Regions from separate parts of the Gasterosteus aculeatus genome. Here region 2 is linked to region 1. A link is a contact called in public Hi-C data. All regions are on one chromosome and are shown on one strand. Each heading gives the region's core, a stretch centred on a gene start, on an enhancer-like site or on the middle of the called end of the contact. The rest is flanking DNA. Distances are from core to core; before and after follow the strand shown. Region 1 overlaps thrb (thyroid hormone receptor beta). Region 2 has its middle 5.7 kb from the start of LOC120826048.

Region 1 (4,352 bases), core at 904-3,403:
GCTTTCGTTTTTTTTTCTCAATCTGGACCGTTGGTCGCGTGTTTGTGTCCAAGGAATGCGGACAACCAAAAACACACATCGGTGTGGTGCAGAACGAGAACACGCAGCAATGTAGGTCCAAAAAAAATAATTAAAAAAGGTGTTTAGATTTTTACGAGAAGTGTCTGGCAACGTTACAGCAGAACCCAAATAAAAAATGTGATGCCGACACATGGAAACAGTGAAGTTCTGTGCAGTGTCCAAATAGACAACATTTGGAGAACAGTGTTATGTTTAATAATTAATGTCTCCCTAGCTTACAAAAAAAGGTATTAGATTAGAAAATAGACAGTAGATGTGGGGCCCCTGTGTGCTGCAGGGCTCCTGCATGAACACGATTCACCACACAGAATGACGCTGTTCATCGGGGGCCTCATCGGAGTCTAAATATCAGCCGCCGTAACCGTCTCCAGTGACGATCCCGACCGCCACGAGGAGTAAACAACCGGCTCTCGGCTTCGAGCGACATGCATTTTAATTTGGGGGGCGTCGCGTTCAGACAAGAGTCGATCTTGATCCGCCCAAACGTTCCAACGGGAGCCACCTGATACTTAATTTACGAAGCTGTATCACGCCGTGCAACGTGATACAGGTGCGTCGCCGCGGCAACCGGTATCACGAAAAGGACAGCAGATGGTGTTTTCAATAAAGAATTGGAGCTGATGGGCAAATCAGCGGAGCGGGGGAGTCCGCGGCGCATTTAAAATATTACATTAACAACAACAGGGCCGAGACAGAGGGGGGGGGGGGGGGGGGGGGGCGGGGTGGTGGTGGTGGTGGTGTTCTCGCTGCCACGTGCACAGTCATGAGCCCGATCCCTCACCGGACGCCCGAGCGGGACGACTTCATCCCGATAAATGCATCGGTGGCGTGGCGGCCATTAAAAAAAAAACACCCGGCGGGGGGGGAACATTTTCTTCTTTTACGTGTGCAGACTGAGGCCTTTTGGGTGCCGTCACATGCACGTCCCTCCTCGCCGCAAACAAGGCCGACCTCTGTCGAGAGCTCCAGCCCGGCGGGGCCGTGCCTGTGAGTGCAGCCGCTGTCATCCTTCCACGCTCGAAAAACAATTTCACGTTGTCGTTTGTGGGTCCGCTGACATGAAAATCAATCACAGGGGAGGTTGAATCAGCTGTTTAAAAGAAGCGATGGTTTGGCCTGCACGGACGCCTGTAGGGGAATAAACTCTTTACGGCCGACGTGACGTTCTGCGGCACCACGTGGGGGTCAAACCGTTTGATTGCAGTTTGCAGAGCAGAACGCCAGCATGTGCCAGTCCAATAATAGATATTTCCTCTTCTGGATAATATTCTTATGCAACAGTGTCATACACTAAGTCACTGCATTTCAGCTGTATACAGTGCCGTTGCAGCTAAATCACCAGGACATCGGCCATTACAATAATGACTAACGATATTGTTAGCCATTATGCTAACTGTGGGGGAGTAGCCGCCTGTGTTGGGTCAGACATCGGGAGCAACCGTTGGAAATGATGCTCGCGCAGCACGCTCTCATATGCTTCAGTTTAATTCCTGACTATTAATCTCATTTAATAGCTCCCCTAAATCTTCCGTCAGCCGAGGGAGTCGTCTTTGAATTGTAGAAGTTAAATTTCCCCTTGACTTCCCCCCTTCGTTTTCTCTGAAAATGGACACAATTCAGATTCATGACGAAAGCCGCGAGATTTTCCCACCAGAAAGCTGCAACACACGGCCGCTGAACGGACCCAGAGGTCAGATCCGAGATGACATGGAGGCCAAGTCCTTCAAGTGTTTCAAATAAATAAAAATGATGAATTAAGCCGGCCCTGTGAGACAACGTGCACCGGCTGCTGCTGTCAACCCCGAAGACGAGAAACAGAGCAGACAGATCCGCAGTCTGCACACGATGATTTAGCCTGGATCAGTACCAGGATTTCAGCTTCATTACATTTACATCACCACTCGCCGCTGCTACACCCTGATTTCCCGTGTGTGTGTGTGTGTGTGTGTGTTGTTCGCAGCGGAGGGTGTGTGTGTGGGGGGGGGGGGGGGGGGTCTGGTGGGGAGAAACGGTGTATTGGCAGGATGTCTATGGAATTGAGCGTAAAGGTCTTACCAGAGGAGGTGGTGATGTCTGACTCCAGGCAGCGCAGAGGAGCAGCTGAGCTCCCCGAGAGAAACACCTACACGCACACGCACACACACGCACGCACGCACGCACACACACACACACATGCACACAGAGAGAGAGAGAGAGAGAGAGAGAGAGAGCAGAGTCAAGCTAATGAGCAGTTGAGATGAAAATGGCAGCAAAGCTACAGAAAAACAGTTTGTCCTCTGGAAGGCTAGAAAACAATCGCTCAATCTAAAAGCTTCTCGCTGGTCGAGGGACAATAGATAAAGAACACACGTGCTTTTTATGTCCAGTGGGGCGAGTGCGAGCGACAGGATGTTGTTGGATCACTACATCCGGCTAAGATGACCTACATGCAACACAACCCTCAACACAGCAACTCCCACAGTGGCTTTAACGTGACCTCCGGTAGTGGACACGTGTGGTTACCACCATAAATACTGAAGGGGCGGAGGAATGCCAGTGGGAGCACTTTCTTTCCCCTCTCGGACCCTCAAATAGGTTCAAACCGTATTGTCCGTGTGTGTGTGTGTGTGTGTGTGTGTGTGTGTGCGCGTCAGAAGAACGGCATCTCAGCAGGAAATGTGCAATTGATAAAACAACTTCTCCAAAACAACATGTGCAGAGACGCAGAAACGCTTGGCTTGGAATCGGAGACGAGGGTTTTGCCAAAAAAACATTGGAGTTAAGAAAGAAGAAGGAGAATAAAAGGACGGGGGGGGGGGGATTCGCCTGCGAGAGTGAGAAAGCAAAGCATTTGTTTGTGCCATTAGTGGGCTGGTCATCTCCGACAGGGAGCAATCACGTGTAATCAGACTTAATGGGCACTCGGGGGGGGGGGGGGGGGGGGGCGCACACACACACACACACACACACACACACACACGTGCGCGCAGATGACTCGACGGCGCTCCATCGTCTGGATTGTTGTTTTAATTACGCCGTCTATAACAGCACATCATAATTAAGTCCCATTTGTGCGTAATGCTGATTTTCACATTCTCCTCAGGTCTGATTTGCATTATTTCGCTTGCAGAGTCCCAGCGGGTTAAAGCTCGAGTTTAGCCTCCTCCGGCTCTCCAGCAACACTTCTTAAAAATCGTAGAAAAACTAGTTTCTAGTGCTCGTTAAAGAGCCACCTCCTTTATTATTTGTTTCTGCGGCCCTGGTTCTGCTTCAGACACATCACATGTAATATATTAAAATACAAAATACATGTAGATAAAAGTTGCAGAGTGGATCTGGATCTGGTGTGCACACACACACACACACACACACACACATACAGGGCTTTAGAAAAAATATGCTACACAATCCTACCACACACTCCCACTCATCAACACGTATATGATGCAATAAGCCAAGACCGCAAACTTGTCGAACAAAATGCAACCATGTCTGTGATTAGTGCTGCACTTAAAACTCCACAAGGCCCCCTTTCAGAATCCGATGCAGACGCACACACACACTTCCACGCTGTGGACAGTGGTTTTTAAATGCATCATATTGGGGTGTGAGAAACACTTAACAGAAGCAACAGAATGCGCTTCCAAATTCATTCTGCGAAGAGCGGACCTCCTGAAGTTGACCCAAAATTACGAAAGAACAAACAACGAAATGCACGAATCCTTTTCCCTCCGGCACAGTAAAGAGAGCTGTTCATATCAGCGCACAAAAGTCACCATGTCACAATATAAACATGCAACACAACGATACAAGCAGCTGCTATTATGGACGGCATTTGACTTTCGTGCATGTTTTATGAACGCCGATGCGGCGGATTTGACTCTTTGAAAGGCGTCTTCGGTGGTGGATTTGGATCAGTGGCGTAACACTGGTTTAAAAGCCCTTCCCAATCTCACAATGACATCATCGTCAATGGAGTCGCTAAGCCCACAGAGCGAATGACAGGAGACAACTTCACTCGTCAACCCCCCTAAATCAATGATGCAGTACTAAAACATTCAGATTGCGATGCGGTTATCCGGAAATGTGTGTGGATGTATTTTGGTGAAGGGAGACAAAGAGAAAAAAACAAAAACAAAAAAACAACAACACCCTCTGATCCCGTCTCACTCAGTTTCCATGGCGATTTGAGTTATATTTGAAATTGTGACGCACGTTCCCAGCATCCACCTTGGCTGTTAGTCTCCATCCTTTCCAGTGCAGTGAGCCGAGAGCACGAAAGGTTCAGGCCG
Region 2 (4,352 bases), core at 885-3,384, 39 kb after region 1:
GCTCCTCCCTTTCAACCCCTCCACGGCGGCTGAAGGTCCCCGTGCACTACACGCCGCGTCCAAATGCTTCCACATGCTCAAAAGGCCGGGACGAGGAGCTGCATTTTCGTGTGGGGGCGAAAAAGATGAATATTTTACTCCGAGACTAAAAAAAGACATGCTGGTATAGAAAGCAGCTATCGCCATGGCAACCGTAACAAGTTTAAGATAACAGCGTTTCACGCATTCTGAGGGAGGCGCCTTTAATTACGTTTATCCATTAGACGAGGTCGCACAACGGGTTGAGGGACGAAAGCGTCGGCCCGGCGGCTGTGAGAAGTGGTTCTACGTGAACGAACACAACTTTCATTACTTATGAAGTGTGCTCTCGCTCGTCACAAACGCAATGTGTGCCCGCAGGACGTCCGGAGGGTTGGTGAAGCTTCTTTTTCGGTTGTTCATTCGTTGCACGTTTGTTAGTTCATGATCAGCGTGACGATTCTGAAAGATTTCCCTAAACTGATTTCGCTGCTTTCTCTCATCTTTAATTTGGCCCAAGAGCAACACATCAGTTTAGAGGGAATCCGTCAAAAACTCACAGACATCTGAAAAGAGGCTTCAACTAAACATCACAAAGGCAAACATTTTGGAGCCAATTTGGGGGTTAGTAAAAGTTATAATATTCGTTTGAAATGCAGTGGAAACACTTGATTCTACTCAAGTTATGTCCCCAATTCGGGAACAAGTGTGATGATCAGAGCCAAAGAACTGGAGACTCTGAGCTTGTGTCCTTGATCGTGGCCGTTTTGAGAGTTTTGCAGGTTGAATGACATGAAGTTTCAATCACACAAATTACACCAAACCAGCAATCGTACAGTTTGCGTTGGTGACATTTGGCCCACATCTGTTGGGCCTTTATCAGGCAAATAGTAAAGAAACTGAGTTCTCTCTGCACTTGTAATGACATAAGTGTTCAGTTCACACCCTGTGGGTTTGGACACTCTGAGACTTGTCCTCCGTCCAAACGTTGCTCTCGATGTCGGAAAGGTTCAAAGCTCAGTTGTGAAACCCGATCAGAGACAAAGGGCCGTAAATTATTAAAAGACCGTCTTCCAGTGAGTGTCGGGGTGGGGTTAGCTCCAGGTCGCAGGCCCGAAGGGGACGAGGAGATTTATGTACTGTGCTGCTCGCGGCTGGCGGAGGTTCCTCTCCCACGGACGGTTGTCCCGGAGTGGAACGCCAACATCTGGACAGATCACACAGTGAACGTGTCACCACGAGGCTCCTCCGTAAATGCCAAATCCAAATAGTTCACTGCATCCTGGCACTATCTAACTATTTTGCTCGAGATACGTGGGGTTTATTGGTTTTATCTGATTGGTAGACAAAGTGTTATGTAACATGTGAACAGCAGTCTATCGCTGCCATCATGTGGTCATTAATATGACCTGCACTCATGTCAGAACTTGCTATTCTGATTGGCTGTTGAATATCTACTAATTAACATTAACAACAGTAACATACACATAAAAAAATGAAGCTCTTTCTGCAAATGAACCCAATGTGTGTAAAAAGCATAATGCGATATGGGTCTTAGTGCGTTACGTAAGCGCGCGCACACACACACACACACACACACACACACACACACACACACACACACACACACACACGGGTTGAGATAAGACGAGGCTGTTGATTAGGGTTAGGGCACGATAAACTGAACAACCTCTCATGCACTTATGCATTATATTATCCCCTGCACGTCTATGGCCGACATCTCATCCAGCTGCAGCAAACGGCGTTGTGTATGTAGAGGGCCGGTTATGGTGACACAGTCAAGGGTTGCGTTGATTCGCACCTTCTTAAACCGCCCCTTTTATTGCCTATTCAACAGAGTCGTCTGATTCTACTCTTAGCTCACAACACAGCTGAGTGCATCGCCGACCCCCAGAAACGGCGCCGCGCCAAAAGACACATCTGGGGAAAATATTCTTCCTCCTGCGTTCTAATAAATGTAAGTAAAAAGTACAATATTTACAACAACAAAAAAATGATATAACCTACTGAAGTACCAGGATGAAAGTGGACAGTTTGTGTAATTCCACATGCAGTACACAGTAGTTCCCTCACTAGAGGGAGTACTTGCCTTTCATATTGCTGTCTGAATATTCCACAAAGTAGGATATCCCCGATGACAAGGCCCTTGTATTGCGATTGTCTTCTCCATGTCATTGTCTCCGTCTCTGCCCTCAGTTTGACCCCCTTCGACGGTTCCCCCTGAGCTGTGCCGCGAACGTAGATAGATGTTCCGCCGGCGGGCTCGCGCCGCCGCCTGCCGACAGAGATAAGGAATCAGACGCCGCAGGGCGAACGCGGACCTCCATCCATCTGAAAGGAGAGGCGTCGTGCTCTCAGAAATAAACGCTTTGAGCAATATTGTTTAACTGCAGCATGAGCGCCGCTCGGGAGGGCGAGAAGATCCAAAAGCTCCTCAGGAGTGAACCTGGATTGGAGGCGCTCGTGTGGCGTGCGACGCTGGGACTGAATGATGAATGCTGGGTGTTTTTCTGGAGCTCCCGTCACAGCTTTTTTCATGCTGTTGTGATGAATTATTCTGTTTTTGTCCTCTTTTCAGGGCCGGATTGATTGACCTCCGTCACATCTGGTGTGATTAGGCCCGTGTGATGGAGGGAGCTGCAGCCATTTCACCGCAGGGTCTCCAACGACGCCTCCAGGAGTTGGTTCAGCGACTGAACGCCGCTTTGACTAGATGTTCATTATCTTTGTATGTGGCAGGTTTATGACAAACAGAGAAGAACGAGTAAAAACGAATGAAGAAACACAATCAATCGAAAAGAATTGGAACACCTACACACAAGCAAGGAATAGCAAACACAAAGCCCAAAGCACGGTTTCATATACTCACATTCCAAAACAAATACACAAATAAATACTAAAGAATTGGACAAAATCATGGAAACAAACCAAATAATCACAAAAAGAAATAAGCTTAAATGAAGCACATTCACACACAAACAAACACACACTCGTGGAAAAACAAATAAGTTGAAACGCAGCATGCTGAGGGAACACAAGCGCATTTTAGCGTGTCATATGTGTCATGGGTCAGACGCTTTGGCCCTGTATTACTTACGTATTCATCTGTTATTGGATTTTCTTAGATATTTGTATTAATAAACAGATATTACTGCTGAGGGGATGAATCTTTGAAAACTGTTAGTCCTTTCCGGCCCCGTGTGTGTGAAGACAAGTCCACATTTTAACACGTTTTCCAGCTTCATTAGCGTCTGGATGCACACTATAAGCCAGGATGAGCCACAGTTCATCCTTTCACATCAGCTCAATAATTATGTCTTGGCCTCCTCATCCCCTCGATCAATGGTGAGTGGGAGCCGTCCGAGCATCGGGACAAAGGGGGCATCGATCACTTGGAAGTGCGTGTGGTGATAAACCAGCTAACGACGGGTTGGTGCTGAAGGTGCGTCTCCTCGTGAAGCGTCATTCAGAGAGAAAAGGTCCACGTCGTCATGTGGACAGAAGCAGTCGGTGGTTGTAACGCCTCTTGAGAAAGATGTAAGCGTCATCTACTATATTTTTATTTGGAAAAGATGAATTCAGATGTTATGAAACGTTCTTTTTACGGGTAATGAGCCTCTCTTTTATTAATCTTCAATAGAGAAGTTTACTTTCTATTTCTTTCAAAGACTGGAAGCAGAAAGAACATATTCATCAAAAGCAAGAAAAGAAAATCCCCAAATCGATTTCTAAGCCGTTTTATTTGCATGCACATGTGTTGCGTTGCCTCTTAAAAGAGCTTCTTCACAGACGGACGCTGGGGGGGGGCGGTCACCAGTGACGCTGGGAGGGCATCGTCCACCTGCACTCGCTTCCTCCCTCCCCCAGAGACACGTGAGGGGAAAACAGTTTGACAACCATTAGTTAACCTTGAGTGGACGCTGCACTGTAACAAATTGCTGTAAATTTACGGTGCATTTCTAACGGTATCTTACAGTATGTCATAATAACTGTAACATACAGTTAAATTTCCATCCCTTGCTTGTAAATTAACGGCCAATGTCATGAATAAGCAGTTAAAGCAGTCAATTTTCGATAATAGCAGACTACCGTAATTAAACTGCATCTTACATATATTTTATGAAGTGATGGAAATACACATACAAGTGCAGTGAATCACAATCCATCTACATCTGTTGTAGGTTAATGTACGGAAGCCCATGTCAGCCACTGAAAAACAGGTCCTGTAGGTCATCATAATGAGATATGAGTATCTCATGAGATACGATGATGACTTTGACTTACAGGACATTACTGTACATGCAGCTGTCACT

The links. A called contact is a pair of places that touch in the nucleus more often than the background predicts.
Region 2: a contact with region 1 is called in a Hi-C map of tail fin, with 5 times the contacts expected there. The contact joins two enhancer-like sites. A contact is called at or near these places in 4 of 6 Hi-C or Micro-C datasets (liver, skeletal muscle, tail fin and 1 more).

What each region holds. Positions count from the first base shown.
Region 1 is chr10:14,638,833-14,643,184 of fGasAcu3.hap1.1, forward strand. It overlaps thrb (thyroid hormone receptor beta), which reads right to left. Exons shown (of 11, transcript XM_040188472.2): 2 at 2,137-2,203. Among protein-coding and RNA genes, the nearest start is that of thrb, 28 kb to the right of the region's middle. Within about 2 kb of position 2,154, at least 2 of the 9 cell types and tissues checked have open chromatin away from gene starts, as enhancers often do.
Region 2 is chr10:14,677,492-14,681,843 of fGasAcu3.hap1.1, forward strand. No RefSeq gene overlaps it. Among protein-coding and RNA genes, the nearest start is that of LOC120826048, 5.7 kb to the right of the region's middle. Within about 2 kb of position 2,135, at least 6 of the 9 cell types and tissues checked have open chromatin away from gene starts, as enhancers often do.